Linked DNA regions of Cyprinus carpio: region 2 is linked to region 1. A link is a contact called in public Hi-C data. All regions are on one chromosome and are shown on one strand. Each heading gives the region's core, a stretch centred on a gene start, on an enhancer-like site or on the middle of the called end of the contact. The rest is flanking DNA. Distances are from core to core; before and after follow the strand shown.

Region 1 (6,457 bases), core at 581-3,080:
TATATATATATATATCTATATATATATATATATTTTTTTTTTTTGGTGATGTGATATTGCTTTCATAAAACATTAATATAAGCAAGAAATTAAAATTGAGTTATTTATATTTGTCTAGTTCATACATTTCTTTTAATAAATATCGCTGGCAGAGTTCCAAAAGAATACAGACAGTGTCTATCTTTCATGTTAAAAGGGTCATATGATGTGATTTCAAGTTTTCCTTTCTCTTTGGAGTGTTACAAGCTCTTGGCGCATAAAGAAGATCTGTAAAGTTGCAAAGACTAATGTCTCAAATCCAAAGAGATATTCTGTATAAAAGTTAAGACTTGTCCATGCCCTCCTAAATCGCCTCGTTTAAACACGCCCCCAACATGTCTACGTCACTCTGTGGGAAGATTTGCATAACACCATCCAAATGTTTACGCAAAGAAAGAAGCCGTAACTTTTATTCTCGTTGTAGTATTTTTGTTGCTGCTGCCGCCATGTTGTGGAGACGCTGTGTGTTTCACTGTGAAAGCGAAACTATCTTGTTTGGCCTTCCAAAAGAGGACGCTATCTGCTTCGTCATGCCTAGAGCTGAGCAGTGCCATAGAAGAAGTGGAGTCCTGCCCGGGGTCGTCACATGTGGTTACTACAAGCCCGCTGGCCGCTCCTTTGTCTAATACGCTGGCTGCGCCATACTCAAGTCCGCCGGCTGTTCCTCACTCTAGCCCGCAGTGTGAGACGCTGTGTGATGCATTTTATGGAGGACTGTTTCCTGAACCTGCAGTTCTGCAGAGCCTACAATGGGTCTATGCTCAAAGGCTTTTCTATAAAATGGGTAAGTTCCAACTTTGCAAGGACAGTCTGGCACTTCTGACTCACAGCCTGTAAGTACATGTTTTATATTTAAAGAATTTGCCACTGATGATTCAAACGTGAATTTTTAAGCAGTGTAGAGTAGCGCTTGTTGTTTGTTGTTTCTCCAATCACAAATGCAGACATGGTTTTATGTTTACGCAACACAATGCGTAAAAACACAGTATAATTAGTTATTGTTGTTTGTTGTTTCTCCAATGGATGAGGCAGATGTGTTTTTTTTTTTGGGTTTTATTGGTTTTGTCTTGTCATGCTGGGAGATGGCGTCACAGTATGTTAAGGGGCATAACATTTCTGTCACACACTTGAGGTATTCAGCCAATCACAATGCACTGGATAGATGGCCAATCAGCATACACCTCGCTTTTCAGAACTATGAGCTTTTTAAAAATTGACCTGTTTCAGAAAGGCGGGTCAAAGAGGTGCAACAATATTGTACATTATGTGGAAAATAGTATGTTTTTTTAACCAAACATAATGTTTTAGCAACGTCATATGACCCCTTTAATGCACAGGGTAAACCCCGGTCTTGAACATTGAATGAGTGGAGCAGAGAGACAGAGCTCCATGCTCATAGCTTTCTATAATCACTTGGCTCTAACTCCAATCCGGGATTTCCATTCCCTGTTCCTGTTCTGAGTGAATGATACAAATTTTGCAGTTTCCCACAATTCCCAGTGATATAGTACTAAATGGCAGCTCTCCCGGAACGCTGCTGTTTATATCAGATTACAGAAACGAACTGACATGTATTATTAAACTTTATAACACACCATTTGTTTATGGAGCCTCAAACGTCATTATGTTTCTCTATACTTTTAATGGAACAACCTCCAATCTCTTCTCTTTAACTGGGCCGGCCAACTGCTCCATATTTGGATTACACACACACACACACACACACACACACACACACACACACACACACACACTTACGCACGCCTCCACACACTCACTCCCTCCGTCACACACACACTCACTCACTCACTCACTGGAGGTGGGGGCACGGAGCGATAGAGCTATTAGCTCGGGCTGCAGCAGACATCATTGTGCGAGCGGAGGGGAGACGATTCCACCGGCAGTGCGCGAGAACGCACGGAGCCCTGGCAACACGGAGAGCCTCGCGCTTCTCTGCCCGTTATAGCGTACAGTAAGTCCGTGCATCTAATTTACCAGCACAAAACTGTCTTTGGGATTTGCTTGCGATCTGGGAAAAATGGCTGGGACCTAAAGGACGCAGGAGGAACGGAGTGTGACGTTTATTTAAAAACCTTTGTAAATATTTACTGTGACAAATGCATTAATTATTATGTCAACCTGTCTGCGGTCTACCGGACGAGATGTTCAAGATGTGCTGTTTGTCATCTCGATTAAAAATTATATAACTACTTTGAAGTAGCGCACGGGAAGCGGGGCGGTTACTTGCGAGCTGTAAGTCCGAGCAGGGAGCGCTCTCGTCGGGGCTGAGTAACTGCGCCACCCCGCCTCCTTTTATCGCTCCAGATAGACTTATAAATATAAATTTATCTGCGGATTACTGATCAGCCAGCTGTACTTTTTTGAGCAAACTGTCACTCGTCGTAGCTGTGCACACTTCTGCTGAGTCAACATTGTTGCTAGAAGCGTTTCGATCTGAAAACACAATCGCGGAAGTCTTAGTCTACACTATAGTTGCGACTTCACCCTTGTGCACTGTTTAATCCACGGCTACGCGGTTTATGCAAGTGCATTTATCGACGGTATCTGTTTAATTGAGAATAGCACGTACAAGGAAGGAGGCTACAACAGTTTTGTCTCCGCTTCACTGTCACTGTGTTTTAATAGACACTGGTTGTGTTTCAGTACCTAATGAGCGCACCATATCGTATGGTTCCTAAAAGGCGGTGCGATTTGTTCGGCGCGTTCTGAACTGACTCCAGTAATGCTGTATAGTAAGGCAGCCTTACTAGGTTTGAGACGCAGCCATTGAGTGTATCCCGTCGTGATGTCACTCGGTTCATCCCGGCTGGTTATATAATGAGCTGTTGCTGTGTATATTTCATATGTTTTTGCAGTGCCAGGTTTTGTTGCTTTATTAAATAAACCGTGCAGTTTAGCGTTGATTATGTAAACAGTTGGTTGAGACAGCCTTAAGTAGGTCTTTCGTTAGGATCAGAGTATCATTATATCACGTACTATACTGTACTGTCACTGTGTTCTGTACATTAATATACTATGCTTTGACTTTGTGCGCAGTTTAGAGCAGTTGCATACTATACTATACTATACAATACTATACTATACTATACTATACTATACTATACTTTACTGTACCAAACTATATTGTGCAATGTATATTACCTTTATTACATATATTACCATTTTTGCACGTGTCATATGATGAGATATGTTATACTTTATACTGTAATTCATACTATAGTATTCTATAATGCAGTATGCTACTATGATATACTACACTGTACCATGTAACATTGTTTTGACCTGATCCGAGATGATTGTGCACAGATTTATGACTCATGTGACAGTTGCTTATACTATACTATATACTATACTTTAACGCACATATGACAGTACAGTATATATTAGTGTACTATACTGTAGTATACTGTACTGTGTATTTTACACTGTATGCTGCAATATATAACTTTCATGTTAATTTTTAAATAATTTAATCTTAGTTAATAGTATACAGATTTACAATGGTTAAAGCACATAAACTATACTATACTATACTGTATTATAATAAATATACTATACCATGCTATGTATAGGTTTTGCTTTTGAATGGACTTTTGTGAAGGTTTATGGCTAATGACAGTTGTAGCATATTCTAATCTATACTTTTCTATGCAACATATATAGCTTTAATTTTTACAGCTCATATGACTTTTGCAGTAAAAGTAAAGCAAAAAATTCCATGTGAAAACATTGTTACTCCCAAATGGCTGTTTGAAAAGAAAAAAAAAATCTCCATTGATTTAGTTTACTGAGGAGATTTAATTCACTTTTAGACTTTGTATGCCCAGGGGCGGATTTAGTGATTTGGGGGCCCCAGGCAAAATATATGAATGGGGCCCTATGAATTTGCACACATTTACAAATTTAGCCTTGAGATTCCTTTTTTGTTGTAATGCTTGCTGCTTTTAGATGCATGATATTTTCATTTGCTACAAGCAGGATACACAAGAAGTGTGTTCAACTCGGACATGCAGATTGTTGTCATGGTGATAAACACCGTAAAAGCAACCGTTCGCATGTCCGTGCTTAATGCACATCTTGTAGATGGAAAGCATTTTAGAGGGCCCTTAGCTTTTGGGGGCCCAAGGTGGTTGCCTACCTTTGCCTAAAGGGTAAGTCCGCCTTTGTGTATGCCGTAAAGAGGCAAAGAAAGAAGACAGACATAGTGAGAAATTAAATTTACTGCGTGAGACAAACTTTCATTGAATGTTGAAAGACCAGCATGTTTAAATAAAGGAGGATTATTTGCAGGGTCACCGTGCCTCAGTTTCACCATGTTCTGCCTAATATTGCTGCCGCATGCTCGGTTTTCATGCTTATTATTAGTGTACATTTCCAAGGCTTTTGGATGATTAAGAAATCCTGGCGCTTTTATTGAAAATCCTGTTGTTTTGGAGAGCGTGTGGATTAGTGTTTCCCCTTTTTTGTGCGGTTGTAATACAAACAGTATGGGCTGCCCTTTGCAACCTGGGACTAAGCTGTCTGCTCTGATTATGCAGTGAATGGTTTTTTTCAGAGGGATTTGTATGGTGGTGAATTGCTCAGTGCTATAACTCAGTAAGCAAATCTCTGTTTGATGGCCCCAGTACCACTTACTTTTAAATGCTAATGAGTAGTAATTAAGACACCGAGTATGGCCTAATCACAAGTGCTCTAGTGTGTCTGCTCATTTGTTCAGTTTACACATACACCTGCTGCTTGTGAAGTGCTCTATCTTGTTTCTCCTTAGTAGGTGTGCTGTTCAAACTACCACAGTGTCAGTGGAGTTGTGTTTGCTGAACCCAACAGAGCTTGTGACAGTTGCAGGCAAGGCTAAGTTGACACGCTTGAGTGCCCGTGAAATACAGAAGGACACACCTCCACCTGCAGACAGTACTTATATAATGCAGCTGTGATTGGCAGGGAGAGTATCAGCCAATGGGTGAGGAGAGCCAGCTGGACCAGAAATTTGTGAACACATTGGAGGGGTGGAGCTTAAGTCAACCTGGTTTCACCCTTTGCTGGAAAATAAGTATCAAGTTAGGCCTATCCAGGCAAGCTCTTAAAGTACACTCCCTCACAGGTATGCATGCATGAACTCAAGACCTGGGCTGCATTGTTCTGCAGCATAAAAGACAAATTAATGTTAGGCTAATTCTTTCTCTGAGCTCTAACTCTCTTGGCTATAGCTGCTTTTTTGTGAGTCTGTGACTTTAGAGTCTGTGAACGTGTTTGCACCTGGTATTGAAATCTGTCTCGGGTCATTTGATAGCAAGTGGCCATCTGTTGCTGTTTATACATCTTGCATGTTCCACATATACTTTCAGATTGTAATCTTGCCACATGCTGTTTTGAGTAGAACGATTTACATTATCTTAAATGGACACTTCACCCAAAAATGAAAATTCTGTCATCACTTACTCACCTTATATGACTTTCTTATAACACAAAAGAAGATATTTAAATAATGTTTTAGCTTTTTTTGTTTGTTTGTTTGTTTGTTCAGGGTCCAGAAGTTTAAAAAGGAGTTCAGTGGTTTAATTTAAGTGTTTGACTTTTTGTATTATGAGCAGGACAACATTTTCAGCCAAGACCAAGACAAAATGTGCCTCTAGTAATGTGCAAAACTCCAAAAACATACCTACATACAATTCACTGCAGTTTCCAGCTTAAATGCTTAAAACACCATTATTCCTTTACACACTTATTTTTAATGCAGGGACAGATTATTGATTAACAAAGACTTATTCTTGCATGGTTCTGAACTCAAAAGGCATTTTTCCATAGTGTATCATGATTTGTAAACGAATTAATTTTTACATTTGCATCACATAACCTGCTTCAAGCACAATAAAATGCCATTTTTGCTTTAATAAATGGATTTTTATCTCACATTTGCTCTTGTTAACTCTATTGGCTAGGTTTAAGGTAGGGTCTAGTAGGGATAGACATGTCACCTGAAGATCCAGTTATGACATTTTGATTAAATTTTATGAGGGGAAAAAAATGTAGCATGCATGGATTAATTATTAACAATAAGAAAATAGGGTGAATTTTCATTTAATTTAAAATCCTTGTTTTAGTGCACTGGTTGATTGACGGGTGAGTAGGCGGTCCTTCACTGCTCCCCAGGATGCTTCAGAATTGCGATGTAGTCACATGTGTTTTCCACTACCTCTGAATGTGATGTGAGAGATCCGATTTACACCTGTATTTATCTCTGTCCACCTGTGATCGGATGCTAGTACCAGTGTAAAAGGAGTCTAGAGAAGTTCAACGTCCTTTTGCAGTGTCAAATTCTCACAGTAGGGAGAGAGTATGAGGTGGGGAGAGGGAGGCAAAGAATAGGAGGGGAACGGGATCAATTGAGCAATGCTGT
Region 2 (6,735 bases), core at 1,295-3,794, 43 kb after region 1:
TGTATGCATTACACATTGCTTATGTGCCTGATACGATAGATTGCAGTGTTTAGATGAAGATTGAGCCATCAGATTAGTTGGTTACATATAAATATAGCTATTAAATACTGCTCCTAATCATTTCTAACTAGTGATCTTACTATTTATTTTGCTTGAAATGTTTACATATCCATTGAAGTGAAAAAAAAGTGTAATAGCATATAATTATATAAGGACAAGAAACGTTTCTCCTTTTATTTACTTTGCTGTGCAGACATGTTGACAAGCAATAACAGACATCAGTCACAGCACTCATTCAGACTGAGAGAACGGATGGAGAAATGACAGAAAAACAGAAAAACCACATCTGGAGTTTTTTCCATGCTAGATGACGAGAAAGCTAAATATATGACATTTGCTATAATGTGTTTGTGTGATGTTTGTTATAAATGTAAAGTTAAAAGGTTTCTGTAATGGTTAGTAATAAAAAAAAATGAAATCTGAATTTGCCTTTTAAAATGTTAAATATAAGAAAAATACTAAAAATACATTGACTAGACTAGAGGTATAATATCAGTATCATTATCAGCAATACTGACTTTGATATATCGAAAAGGAAATAAGTGGTATCAACCTTACCTTATTTTTAATATCAGTATCAATATCAGCAATACTGACTTTGATATATCGAAAAGGAAATAAGTGGTATCAACGTGTGCGAATCCTTTCATTTCAGCTGCATCTGCTTGTGTGAGAGAAAGTGTGCATGCGTGCCACTAGCAAGCATCTGTTCTTGTGTGTGTATGTACTGTACCTATGTTGGGGATAAAGTGCATGAAAGGGCACAGGTGCGGTTGAGTCAGCCTTTTAGACTTAAATTTCTGAAGCCATTCGGTTTCTCCTGCTTTCTTCTCGGTCTGGCAGAAATGCTAAGTGTGATTCGTTGCCCATGGACAGAGCTGTAAAACCAGCTGGGCTCCTAGTCAAGGTTGATTGGATTGCAAATAGCACTGAGCGGAAGGTTCGGCCTACATCAGTGGCTGTCACCGCTAATGACCTCTGCTTTGGGCCTGAATTAATTCAAGCCTGTGACAGTGGCTGTTTAGTGTGTATATATGAACATGAGATTTATATTCTTAAAATCAGCTTCACCTAATCATTCTCAGAACAAGAATCCTGATTTTTTTGTTATCATGTTGCCATGCAGTTGCTCAGTTGCTAGTGTTCTCAGTGGCTGTTAGCTTGTGGTTGGTCAACATGTTGTTATGGTTGCTAGGGTGTTCTGCATGGGGCCAGTTGCATAAACTGCTTAGACTAGTCTTAAAAAGTTAGTCATCTAATTTTTTTTTTCTAATCATGACTTCAGTTCCATTACAAAAAGATAAATTCGTCTTATTTGAATATGAAAAGTAAGACTGATTACCCCTTGTCTATTGCTAGTTGGTGAAACTAGTTCTTTAGGCACAGTCTTAACATAGTGACTATGTTTATGCAACTGGCCCCTGTGAATGTTAGCTGGGGAGTTGCTAGGTGGTTGCTAGGGCGTTATTAGTTGAGTCTTATTGGCCAAAGCTTAAAGCCCACCTTTGGGTCACATTTTGGTTGTTAACGTTGCTGGGCATTTGCTAAAGTATTCTTAGTGGTTGTTGGCATGTTGCTATATAGCCTGCTATTTTTTATTTTGACAGGTGACTTTTATTCTTCAGTAGAATAGTAAAGAAGATTTTTAGTGTTATTTTTTATTTTGACAGGTGACTTTTATTCTTCAGTGAAATGGTGAAGAAGATTTTTAGCTCATGTGTGAACTATCCCTTTAAGCACACAGTCTTGTACCTTTTCCCTTTCATCTGATTTCTGAATTTGCAATGTTGTGATACACCTCATAGCTGATTGGTTTGGTTTATGGCTTACAACTCTTCAGCAAAGACTTTAAAAAATCCCTATAAAAAATACACAGGAAAAATACTTCCAGAACCAAGGCCACTGGAAATGTGGGCAGACACTGTTGCACTCAATAGTAATAGGCACTGTTGTACTAGTAATTACATCACTAGAAACAGTGACATTTCTTAAGCAAACATCACAAATGACTTCATGTCCATTATCACATCACATGAAGAGCTCATTACAAGTCTTATAACAGCTGTTACATCATTAACATGCTAGTAGGAATTCTAGGTGTTGCCACTATGATAATCTCTGTTCTTTGTGAATGCTGAAGTTCGAGAACAGCAGCTTGGTGAACAAGCGCAGAGAGAAATGTATGGGAGGAGTTTCCGTGTCGCTCCTCAGCAAGTGTAGCTGATGTTACTATGTATGGCTGCAGCTTAGCACGGCTTTATTCGATCACCTGCATGTGTCCTGGAACACAACGACTCTCTCCAGACCGCATTTACCTGATACGTGTGGAAAGGGTACAGATCTGGCCTCTTGTACTTAAACCTGGCCACTGATACTAATGCAGATTTTGCATGCCGACATAATTCTCTCACACACTCATACACACATGCTGGCTTTCACACGCTTGTGTAGTGAGTGTAAGTAATCTCCCCTGCTGTTACAGGCAGTGACTCATCATAAACACTCATGTGGCTGGCCTTGCTGGAGTACACTGTCCTGCTCAACCGCACACACAAACACACAGTAGTAACGAGAAATGAAAGCACAGCCTTCTGACTTACAAGCACACACATGCTCTACTACATGCTTTTGTAGCAATTGTGGTTAACAATAGTGTAAAATGCTGCCATAGGCAATATAGGCGGTCTCCAAGAGTGAAATCGCTTTCTGGTGTGGTTTAGGGATCATGCTACAGTATACAAATCAAATACATTTATTTATTTATTTGTGGTTTATATTCATTTCTTTTTTTTTTTTCAGTTTTTTCTTTTTTTATTATTTTATAATTTATTGATCATTTTATTGGATGTAAGTTGATTATAGAATAATTTTTCATTTTATTTAATTTTTTTATTTCATTTTATTTTTTGATCATGTTTGTAGATTATGGAGATTATGGAGATTTTATTTCTATTTAGTTTTATTGTTGTATTAGTTTGAATTTATTTAATTTTGTATTTTGTTTTCTAAACATAGGTAGAGACTACATGGCACATTTTCATTTCTGCTTAATTTTACTATTGTATTATTTTTAAATTTAATTTAATTATTGTATTTTATAAAAATGTGTAGACTATATAGGTATTTTTTATTTTATTTTATAAGTGAGTATAAAATATATACATTCATATAATCTAGATTTTTTTTTGTTTCTGTTTAATTTTAATTATGTATTTTAATTTTTAAATGGGTAAAGATAACCCAGGTATTTTTATAAATATACTGTTTTATTATATTTCATTTATTTAAATTATTATTATTACTATTTTAATTTTAGAAATGTATGTATAGACTACATAATTCATAATTTATTTTATTTGTTTTGTTTGGTGGAAAATTCATATTAGTTTTGCTTTTTTTTTTTCACCTGATGTTGCCAAGGGCTGCGAGTCAGGACCACTACTGCGATAGTGATGCACAAACTTGTTTGCTCACATGTATGCATAGACACACACACTAAAGCAAGCGAACTGGCTACCCACAGCAGAAAAACCACACGGCATATGTAAATGAGATGTGAGGGAAGTGTGCGTGCACGGCTCCCATGCAAATGTAATGGAGACCTCAAAGACAGAGGTTATAAATAGACTCGCAGCGTGCGGTTGCATCAATGAACACCACATCGCTCTTAAAGCGACACACACGACCCATTCTCATGCAAACGTGCATACTTCAGGGCACTCGAAAGAGGAATTTGGAGTTCACACAAATGAATGCTCAAAGCGACATGTAGCCCATTAAACATGGATCTGTGACGTCCGTCTGCAAAGATTTTGTATTTGTGTACAGTTTGTTCAAAATAGACACACACTCTTATTCTACTGTATGACAGAAAGCCTTTAAAGAGAAGGAGTAGAATTTTGGGGAAAAGAAAGGAAATAAGGAACAAGATGTCATTACGGGAATAGCACAAATAATGGATGAGAGTTTGTCAAGTATGCAGTGTAAGGTAAGAATTACATACCCACTAGTCTGTTCTCCTCACGGCGCCAGGCTGTGGGACTCCCTTAAAACTGCTTGTAAAAATGTCATATTTAAACATCACACTGTGAAAGGTTGCTTTGCTAAACCTGTATTCTCATTTACGTGTACCTTCTCTCTTTTTTTCGCACGTTTACACTCACTTCATGACCTGGAGGTGTTTAATCAGATTTTGTGCTGTTTCCCATATTGTAGTGATCTCAAGAAACCACCCACCTACCCACCAATTGCAAAACATTTGCATACAAACTCCATTTGCTGTTGCACACAGTGCAGAACTTCATGTTATAACATGTCTAAGCCAGGCATGGAGCTTTTTGTCCAGATGACTGCACGGGGTGGTCTTGGTAGACCTAAACCTACCCAACTGTCCAGCCCATCCTGAGGCGTCCTGTGGCCAACTTTATAGACCTATTACAAAGCTAGAGCATTTGAGTGGCATGATTTTGTCATTCTCTTGTGCTGTGTCTGGAATCACCCCCTATACCCTTGTATAGTGCACCATTTGAGGAAACAGCCATTTGTAGTGGTCATTATCAAATGTGCTCATTCAATCCCCTAATGCACTGCAATAATGAGCGTACAACGGATGTACATTCAACAGCTGAACGTTTTCTTTCTCTCATTCAGTGAACTACATTAATGGAGCAATTATGGTGGTTATTTCTAAAACACCAAAAAAAAAATGTTCTTTGCAGGATTCAGCGAAAGATTATAAACTAAAAATGAATCCCAAATTTATAAGTACAGATGTTAAAAAAGCCTTTTTAAAAAGCATGTGTTCCCTTTAATGCATATTGCTACATTTAATGAATAAATGTACACAGTTTAATGCAGCTAAGAGATTCCATGAATGCATTTACACCACAGTTAGAATTGCATAAATAATGTTGAGATTAATGTTTTAAATATGAACTATACACATATGAAATGTTGGGAAAAAAATGATATTAGTGAATCAAGTTACTGTCTTTATAAATGGGTCACTGAATCACTGACCCACCCAATTTATACAAAAAAATGCTGAATCATTTAGCAACACAACTGTAATGTTTGGAGAGACCAGTGGTTCTGTTGTGACTTTTTTTTAGAGTTTGTTGGTGGAATGGAGCAAAAACAGCTGATATTGACAATATATTGTCTCTAAAATGCTAATCACGTCATATTAACTTAAATATAGTCTATTCTTTTGTTTATTTATGAAAGGCTATTATTACCAGGCTTCGCTTATAGGCGTTGGACTGTCAAAACAGGACTGTCTGACCTAAAACCAGACAGATGGCCGCCTGTGTGTAATGTATTGCATTATAATTTATAGGATGATTTGTGTGTGTTATTGTTTCTCAGTTTATGGATCAGTAGATTATATTAGTTGATAAAGAATGCAATCTCATTGATTCAAAATCCTAAATCACATCACATTTCTTTTTCACATTAGATGTGGACCGACAACTGTCGTGCCTGGTTAGGACACATCTTCACAGCGAGGTGGTTTACAGCCTGTTGTCAGGCTCAGCGCCGTTTGTTCAAATGCAGACTGAAACCATATGGTAGCCCAACCACGTGCAGATTTTATACCTCAGGTTTCTTCCATGGTGATTTCCACTGTGCCATATGCAACATATAATAATAATGTTGTGCAAATCTTGAGCTCTGATTTGATAATCCTTCACTTCATCACACTGAGACACTCCTGTTGACTACAGATGAGAGTAATTCTTAGTGTAATACTTGTGTAAATATTCTCACTGATCCTAGAACTGTCCTCGTTTTCCCCTCAAATCACTTTAATGTGAAATACAGCACCATCTGGTGTCTAAAAACAGTAATGCATTATCATTCTTGTGTAATCTTTTTCATACAGTGTGTGTATTGAAAGACAGTCAGTTATATATAGAATATCTTTCCTTTGAGTTTAATATCCTTTACGTAATCTAACTGTATGGCGTTGAGGCCTTGTATACTATTAATTATGTATGAATGAGTTTTTCAGTGTCAGCACAAAGCTAGTTTGGTCTGCTTTCAGGCTCGTCTCACAGTAGGGGGTCCGAAGGAGCGGCGGTCCCAAACGCACTTTGGAGGAGTCATCAGGGCTTTGAACATTTCAAGACTCTCCCATCCCTCTCCCACGTTCTTGTTTTTCACTCTCTTTCTCTTTTATTTTCTCCTTTTTTGCTGTTGTATCTATTCATCTGCATTGGTATATCTGCAGCTTTGATTATTTTTCATAGACATGATGTTTTTTTCTGTCTGTGAGCTTGTGTGAGGCTCAATTGCTGAGGTTAAACTGAAGGTGTTGTAAAGTGAAAAGCTATGCATGTGAAGTGTGTTGGTGCTTAATTCATATGCTTGTCCTCTCTAACTGTGGATAAATAGACCAGAGCAAATTCAAAGTCACAAAGCTCTGTTTGTCTGAACCATCTCATCCAATGGCAAACATTTCTGTAAATGCTGTGGTCAGAATGGGCATGTTGAGAATGACGCAGCGTCTGCACATGAAGGAAATTTCCAGAGTTTGATATGTACAGTAATTGAACCTAAAGCTCAAAATGAAACATTGTAGTATGCTTTTAGCCATATTTGACACTCATGCAATAATTAAGACTCACCTGGGTGGATAAAAGAAAAAAAATTAAGAACAGTAAACCTTTTTTT

What was found. A called contact is a pair of places that touch in the nucleus more often than the background predicts.
Region 2: a contact with region 1 is called in a Hi-C map of red blood cells, with 2.3 times the contacts expected there. The contact joins the enhancer-like site here to the promoter of LOC109111576 in region 1. A contact is called at or near these places in 5 of 8 Hi-C or Micro-C datasets (liver, red blood cells and skeletal muscle).

What each region holds. Positions count from the first base shown.
Region 1 is chrA19:18,292,516-18,298,972 of ASM1834038v1, forward strand. LOC109111576 (ataxin-1-like) reads left to right here and starts at 1,831. Exons shown (of 4, transcript XM_042776862.1): 1 at 1,831-2,011.
Region 2 is chrA19:18,335,142-18,341,876 of ASM1834038v1, forward strand. All of the region lies in intron 2 of LOC109111576 (ataxin-1-like), which reads left to right. Among protein-coding and RNA genes, the nearest start is that of LOC109111576, 44 kb to the left of the region's middle. Within about 2 kb of position 2,545, at least 1 of the 8 cell types and tissues checked has an H3K27ac peak or open chromatin away from gene starts, as enhancers often do.